2 separate regions of the Gossypium hirsutum genome follow, and region 1 is linked to region 2. Evidence: chromatin contacts called from public Hi-C data. All regions are on one chromosome and are shown on one strand. The core of a region is the stretch at or near the end of the contact, and the rest is flanking DNA. Distances in the headings are between cores, read along the strand shown. Region 1 holds the start of LOC107914297 (HVA22-like protein k). Region 2 holds the start of LOC107916327 (U-box domain-containing protein 5).

Region 1 (4,369 bases), core at 1,495-3,994, 290 kb before region 2:
ATTATTGGGAGTTCCTGGCAGTTGAAGTCCTATGTTGCTCATCTAGTGTCTAAAAGAAAAAAAAGGAAAGAAGGTTTTGCATTAGCTAATCCGTACAGCCTAATAAAGACACCTATTATTGGGAGTTCCTGGCAGTTGAAGTCCTATGTTGCTCATCTAGTGTCTAAAAGAAAACAGAGATGACATAAAACCTTGATGAATCCTAACCACGAAAAGAAGGAATGTCTCAGAACTACATAGTGGCTTGTAGGGAAATCCAAATATAGAAATATTATAAAAAAATCAAAATAAACACGCTTCTCAGCACCTTCATTACCCTGGATTTTGGCATAAATGAATATACAAACACGATTTTAAACTTACTTCAGTAGAAGGAAGTTGAAGCCAGACAAGAAATGCAAACTTGAAGTGATAATAATATGGAAACCTGCAAAAATGGAACAAAAATTGAGTAATATAGAAAGTCATGTAAGATGATCCATAAAAGAATATTAGACAGTTTACAATCATAACTAGTTAGGAATAGAAACACTAGAAGACAAATGTTACCAGGAAAGAAGTTTGTCAGAGAATGTTTCAACAAGGGTGAAAGATCCATAAGCTGCAATAATGACAAGGTCAGCTACAACCAGATTTTTGTTCAAAATTAATACCATTGACATAAATCAAAACCTTCACCATATGAACATGATGGAAAAGTAGAAAAGGAATACAAGCAAAAGAAAAACCAAATGCAGTAAGCAAACCTTGAATTATTGCACAGCAAAATCCTAATGATTACCTCTATCCATTCTACAGCTTGTGTCTTCACTTTTATTTCCCAATGTGTTCTAATTTATTACATGAATTTGTTAACTGGCTGCCCCTTCTTCCTTATGAATTATAAAATGGAAAGAGATAAGGAAGTCATAACCACTAATGCTAAACTTGTTTAAAGAAAATTGGTGTGCAATCCAAGAAAACATTGAGGAGGTCAATGGAAGCAGTTCACAACCAGTTTTTCGCTAGCTAACTAATTAAGTTATCTTAGCAATGAAACATTTGAGCTTCATGTTTACATGAAACAGTTTGACTTATACTGGCAAGAAACAACAGTGTCAAGAAAAACAAACTGCAATTTATTTAAGAAAATGGAAGATGAATATTGCTAAAACAAAATAGTAAAGGAAAGATGGTCAAAGTTCAAGATTTAAACAAAATGTGAGGATTGCAAAGTGAAAAGCTAAATAACAATTTACCAACCTGCCCAATATATAAGCCACTTTTGCTGCTCGTTTTCATCTTTCCTTTCAATTGCCCTAAATGTAGAGTATACAGGTAAAACTACGCCTACAGAACAGCTGCAACACGCACAGAGACACACACACAAAGAAAAAGTGATTAGATCAACATACACGAGTGATTCAGTTAATGCAGGAGCAATCAACTTTTACATTAAATATTTCATCACATATTAATGGGAAAACATAAAAAAAAAACATATCAAACATGACACCAAGAGACAAACACTAGATTCAGTAACACACCATGCCGCTCGCGTAACAATGTTGGAACCAAGTGGCCAGAGGAGTAATCGCAACCCAACCTAAATCACATGTAACCACAAAGAAAAGTAACAAGCATCAAAACCGGTAAAGAATAAATTGGATTAGACAGGTCAATTAGACTGATTAAACCAAGAATTAATGACTTATCCGGTCCAATAAATGACATTAAATTGGGTTTTCAGCAAAACAATTGAACCAGTGAAAACCAGTTACCAGTTTTAGGTTTTTATTATTATTAAATTTCGTTTTTGCAGTTGATGGGATTTGAATCCTTTACCTCTTAGTTCTATATCACCAGTAAACGAAATTATTTTTTTTTGGGTACATAAACCAAATGAATTTTGGTTTAAATATTTACTATATTTAATACCTATTCAACAGTAAAACAATGCATTTATACTTAAATCTCTCTTTTGTTTTTTTATTCAATCCAGTCTGATTTTTTATTCATCAAGCAAAACTCAAAACCATAGTTTAAACCAAAAAATTAAAAAAAAAACATATACATATTCTATAACGATTAAACCAAAAAATAAAAAAACATATACATATTCTATAACGAAACATTCAAATAAAATTTGTACAAAGACAATGAGAATGATCCAGGCAAACAAATGAAACTTATTTCATTCCCCCTATAGTTAAAGCGAATATGCATAATCAACAACAACAATATATATTATTATTTTCAAAAAATACCTCAAAATTTCTAGATTAAATCAGAGTAATAACTAATAAATTTGTCCAACTTATTTCTGCTTTAATCCAAGAAAGAGTAATTTAACCGCTGATTTTCACATAAACAGAAAATTAATCAGTTCGAAAGCTGACAGTAGATCTTTCTAATGCCTCAGATGCAAAAACTATTCAGATTTAAACTAAATTCCAGTTAGAATATATATTCTGCTCATCATAAACAGATCCTAAAGAGTGATTAAATAGAACGGTAAATAAACCGAGAAAATAAGATGAAAACAGAAGATGGCTTCAGACCTCGCTGGTAAGATCCGATCCCAGAAAAGCCATTGCAGAAAACTGAGAAGATAATCCCAATTAACCACTATTTTTTACATTTTAATTACGCTAAAAGTTTATTATGTACCTTTCGGAGTTTTGGACTTCTCAAATGAAAACAAATTATTGGCGAAAGAAATGGAGGTGTTTTTTTTTTTAAATCTAATTTTCAAATTGTAAACGATGGCGTTTGTGGCATATTTTTATTGGGTTTTTATTTTACTCAGATTGTACCATAGCCAACAAATACAATACATCCTAATATTTAAAAATATTTATTTTCAAAAAGTATTTTAAAATATTATTTAATTATTATTTTGGAATGATTTGTTTTAGTCGGTTATAATAGATTTTGTTAAAAATCAAATCTTGCCTAAATTCTTAAATTTCAAATAAATAATTATTTTATTAATTATACTATATTTTTATTATTAATATTTAAATAATACTAAAAATTCTATGACATGTGTGTAGAAACTACAAATTTAAGCCACGTAAGTGTGTTAAAGAATAACATAAGTACAAATGTCTTTTCTCTGTGAAAATACTGGAATGGAAGATTCTTTGGTGGAAGGCTTAATCCCTAAAAAGATTCGTTCTAGGGATAAAGATGGAGATGGAGGTAATGATATGGTGATTGATCTGAGAGTTGAGCAGACAACCTCTTGGAAAAACAAGCTAGTAGGTCAATCTACCAAATTCGATGGAAATGGATTAGAGGAGGAGGAGGAGGATTTTGGTTTACTGGAAGGAGAGATCCAAAAGTCTATTATGAATGCCATTCCCTCTATTGAGTTTTCAGATCGGATCCATCAAATCCTCATTAGGGATATGGAAAACATAGTGATCTTGAAATTTTTGGGTCGCAATATTGGGTATTCAATCCTACAAAATAAAGTCTATAGTCTATGGAAGCTTTCATCACCATTCCATTTGATGGATATTGAAAACATATATTTTTTGGCCAAATTCCAGAATAAGCTTGACTGTGAGAAAGTCCTTTCTAGGGTCCCCTGGATTGTGTTCGGCCAATACTTGATAATACAGCCATGGACGGTGTCCTTTAATCTAACACAAGCTTTTCCGGGTCTGCTAGGATACCTATACAAACAAAAGATTTTGATGGAAATAAAGGGAATGATTGGAAAAGTCGCCAAATTGGATATGAACACTGACAACAGATGAACAGAGTTAGAGGTCGTTTTTCCCAGATGGCGGTCTACGTCAACTTGAATAGGATAGTTTCTCAAATTTTAGTTAATGGTAAAGTACAAAAAGTTGAATATGAGTTTTTAACCAATGGTCTATTTTCAGCGTGGAAGATATGGTCATGTTAAAGAAGCATGCTCCTATAGGGAATTTGATTCCAACGCTGGAAACCGAATGGAATATTACCAGAAAATCAGAACCTAGACGTTGACGGCACGGTGGAGAAAGGCGAATCATACGGGCTGTGGATGTTAGTAGAAAGGAAATCTAGGCGAAAGGTTAGGGATCCCCCGTAGATGAATGTTGAAAATCTGGCAAAGAACAATGGAAGGTCTCGGTTTAAAGCCTTGATGAAATTGGATCTAAATGTTAGTGTTTCTTCTGGTGATAAGATTGAAGGGATTAGGAATTGGCGCAATAAAGGTAAAGATATAACTAATGGATACCACCAAAAGGAGGAGATCTTGAGGCAAAGCAACAATCAACTAGTAAGTAAAATGGTGGACAAAGGCCCACCTAACGAATTGGGCTTTAAAAATATTGCTAGTCTGGTAAGATCAAACAGTGTTACTAGTGGGTCACATGTTGGGCCTGTTTTG
Region 2 (4,174 bases), core at 779-3,278:
AAAACTTATAACTTTTAAATTTTTGTATAATTTTTATAATAATTTTTTTATGATTTATATTTTTTTAAAATTTGAAATTTTAGAATTCTGGTAAATTTTTGTACTTAAATAATCAATTAAACCCTCGTAAAAAATAAAAAAATAATTAAATCCTTGTAAAATAAAAAAATCAATAAGTCTTCCATGTTGTCACTTGTCCACGTCAACTTGCCATGTTAGTTACCACATCATCATTTTCCATGTCAATAATCATGTTAGTTGCCACGTTAGCACTTAACGACCTGTCAGGGCTTCAACGGGGAAAATGAATTTAATAGGCTTAATCGAGTACAAATCATTATTCAAATGGATCAATTGAATGCATTTTTCGATAAGGGATTTAATTGATTTTTTAAAATTATTTTAAGAGGGTTTATTTGATATTTTAGCCAAAAATAATTCTTTTTTTGTTTTGTTAAAATATAAAATTTAATACATATTAGAGTTTTGTTGTGTATATTTTACTTTTGATGTTAACAAATATTTTAATTATTTTAAATTTTTGCATCTCATATTTCACATGTTTTGTTATAATTTTAAAAATTAAAGTCTCACACATTAATAAAAAATATAATATTAGTTTCATAAAAATAAAAAAAAAGTATGATTTGATTATGCAAGGGTATATTCTAGTATAACACCACTCATTAATCATTAATATATCAATTTAGAGTTTATATTTGTGCATCTATACAATCTACCCCTTAACCTCATTCTTTGAATTTTCTTAAAACTAGGTACTGCAATAATACAGATTATAATTAAAATCAATTTAATATAATTTATTATTAAAGTAGAACTCATGTATAATAAAATATAAATTCATAATAAATTAAGGAAATTATTTATGCTTGACGAGACTCAAACTTTCATTCAAATTTTATATATCAATAACTAAATTAATGAATTTATTCGATTTGGTTCAATAATTTTTTAGTTTTTATATTTTTCACCTTTTAAGATTATAAAATAAAATAAAGAACAACCGAATTATAAATCATAAATTTTATTGTTATGTAATTGTTGATTGAATTATTTATTGTTTTATTATACTAAATAAAAGGGTTGATATATAAATTTGTCACTGTACTTTATTTTTATTAATATTTATCATTATGCTTTTAAGCTAAAGATAAATTTGTGATTATATTTTAATTTTATCTTGAATTTTACTACTTTTAGTTTTCGTTTTATCTTGAATTTCGTTTGACAAAAATAAATATTAAAATAATAAATTAAAATAGTATCAACAATTGATAAAAACTTTTACTAATAAAATAAACTTAATATTTTTTATTTTTCAAATCTTTCTTTTATTAAATAAAAATTCTTTTAATATTTTATAAATTAATTTATTGTTAATTACTAAAGTTAAGTATTCTTGTCAAATTTTATTTTCAAATCATGAAAATTAATATTAATTGGTAAATTTTAATTAAAAATCAAGAATTCAAAGTGAAATTTAATTAGATCATATTCTAAAAACATTAATTGAAATAAAATATAGTTTAAAATAAGAAGGCAACAAATTTGGGAAAAGGGGATAAGATAAAATTATTATATTTTAAATAATTGATAAGTGAAATTAATTAATTAGGTTGATGTAATCTTATTTTAATTTTTGGATTCTGCGTTAAGGTAGTTAAGTTGGGGTATTAGGAAAATGATCCCGCGTTGCGGGATGATTTACTTATATGATCAAATTAATTTTTTTGAGTTTAATTAAGTCCTTATTATTAAACTAAAATCTTAGTACCTACTCTTTTGTTTTCAATTCAATAATATCATACTTGGAATCTAATTTTTTTGAATTAATTGGATAATAAAACGTGTTGGGGTTTCTCTCAGTGGCTACTCTTGGTCAAATCAAGACTGTCGGATTAGCACAATAATCAATCATCCAATCATGATCATCACAGACATCACAGACGTGTGAGACAATCCGAGTAGACTTAGAGAGCATCACTGTCTTAACATGTCATTGGCTTAAAGCCGACCAAGAACAACCTGATACTTTTTTTTTTTTTTTGAAATCTAAAATAAAAAGAAGAAACTTTCCTTTTTTTTCGTCTCTAACCATTTCTTATTCGCAAAGACTTTCATTATCCAAAGGAAACGAAATCAACAGCTTCTTTATTGGCAACTTTTGCTTTCCTGATGTAAAGATTTTCTTATTTTCCATCTCTGGTTTTTGGTTTTCTTAGTTCCCTACAAGTTCTAATTGTCACTCATTTCTCTTGCTTGTTTATTGGAGGAATTTTCTGTTTTCATTTTTTGGAATCTCTTACTCTTTTTTTTTTTAACCACTGTTTTCATCCATGGTGGTAAACATGGTTTTTTGAGTGTTGGGGTTGTCATCAAGAGCAAAAAAAAGTGGCTTCTTTTTCTTTTTTGGTGATCAAGAAGATCATGCAATCCATTTGGTCATCTTTAAAGCTTCTTCTGAACTATTGTTTCCTTTTCACCTTGCTTATCTATGGAAGAGCTGCAAGACAACTACTTTTGATGCCTTGAATTCTACACACTTTCTGCTAGTGAGAGTCTCTGTTTTCTTCTTCTTCTTCTTCTTCTTCTTCTTCTTCCCCTTTTTTTTTCCTGGTGGCTAAATGATATATTCTCTAAAGTGCTTACTTATCTGAGTCGCCAAGTATTTGGTTGTGGTTATTTTGCTTTACAAAAACCTAGCCTTTGGCACCGGTGGTTCAAGTTCTCTATATTTGGTGTTGGTCTATAGCTTCACAAATACACATACAGGAAAAACAAGCAACATCTCTTTATCATTGCTCTGGCTTCCACTTGCACTAAGGTGAGTTTTCTCTTCCCCTTCCCTCCTAACCTGGTTTCCCACTTCCCGTATCATGATCAAGTTCAAAATTAATATAAAAAAGAACAAAAAAAAATCCTACATCTTTATGAAAGAAAATTCAAAAGCATACTTAAAATTAAGTCTAATTATGCATAATCTTTTTCTTTTTGGTGGTGGGTGGGGTACATAGAAAAGTCTGGTCGATATGTTTTGCATATCTTTCGTCTTGGACTGCAAGTTTCACGGTGATGCCACTATAAAAAAAAACCCTTTTCATCCCTTAATTGTTCTTTTTTATCTTAATTGACCTCTGGTAAATCGTTTCTAACCATTTATATCATTGTGATAAGTTTCTACGTAAACCCGTGCTGTTTTGCTGTTTCTTTATCTTAATTGACCTGCTTGACTTAATTTCTGTTTCTTTAATCAGGTTACCATCTGTTGAATGGGGACTGAAGCAGTGGAGGCTCCATCGTATCCTTGTTCCTTTCAGGTAAAATGGTAAATTTTGTCGATCAGTTTTCATATAAAGGATCATAACATTCACTGCTTTAAGGTGTCTGATATGCTTACTACTGCGGCACCGCTGAATGATTGTAGGTGCATTGCTTGATGTGCACAGAACTTACGAAGTTTGTTGAAAGGATTATGAATATATTTCCAGAAATTGAAGCTGCTCGACCAAGATGCTCCTTGGGAATAAAGGCACTCTGCTCATTGAACAGTGCAATTGAGAGAGCAAAGTTACTTCTTCAGTACTGCAGTGAATCCAGCAAACTTTATCTGGTGCCCCTTTTTTTTTTGTAATTAATCACATATTTTTGTGATTATTGCAATGATTGTGTGTTTATGATCCTTTTTTTCCTTTTCATCTATTTTGTCTCACTCATTTGATTTACTTTTCAGGCTATAACCACTGATTCCATGGTTGCAAGATTTCAAAAAATAAAGAATTTGTTGGAACAAGGTTTATGCCAAATTCAGAGTATGGTTCCAGTTACGCTGGTTGCTGAGGTTCGTAAAATCCCATGTGCTTTTCAATAGCTTGTTCTTGATAAAATCATAACTTATTTTCTACAAGCTTATGTTGAAATGTTATTGCAGATATGTCAAATTGTCGATGATCTGCGAGCTGCAAATTTTGTCCCTGATAAATTTGATGAAGAGGCCGGGAAAGTTGTGCGCGAATTACTCCATCGAGGTGCTGCGGCATCTGATTCAATGGAATACGCCGAAATGAAAGCTCTTCAATCTGCAGCATCACGACTTCATATTACGTCTCCGAAAGCTATCTTGATAGAGAAAAGATCTATAAAGAAGTTGCTGGAG

What was found. Hi-C and Micro-C count contacts between places; a contact is called where the count stands out from the background.
Region 1: a Hi-C map of leaf shows a contact between it and region 2, with 2.2 times the contacts expected there. The contact joins the promoter of LOC107914297 here to the promoter of LOC107916327 in region 2. A contact is called at or near these places in 2 of 34 Hi-C or Micro-C datasets (callus and leaf).

What each region holds. Positions count from the first base shown.
Region 1 is chrD10:12,585,920-12,590,288 of Gossypium_hirsutum_v2.1, reverse strand. LOC107914297 (HVA22-like protein k) reads right to left here and starts at 2,744. Exons shown (of 8, transcript XM_016843167.2): 1 at 2,541-2,744; 2 at 1,527-1,585; 3 at 1,243-1,340; 4 at 550-601; 5 at 364-427. The coding sequence starts at 2,573.
Region 2 is chrD10:12,294,164-12,298,337 of Gossypium_hirsutum_v2.1, reverse strand. It overlaps LOC107916327 (U-box domain-containing protein 5), which reads left to right and starts at 2,028. Exons shown (of 6, transcript XM_016845573.2): 1 at 2,028-2,845; 2 at 3,276-3,338; 3 at 3,446-3,631; 4 at 3,752-3,859; 5 at 3,950-4,174. The coding sequence starts at 3,291.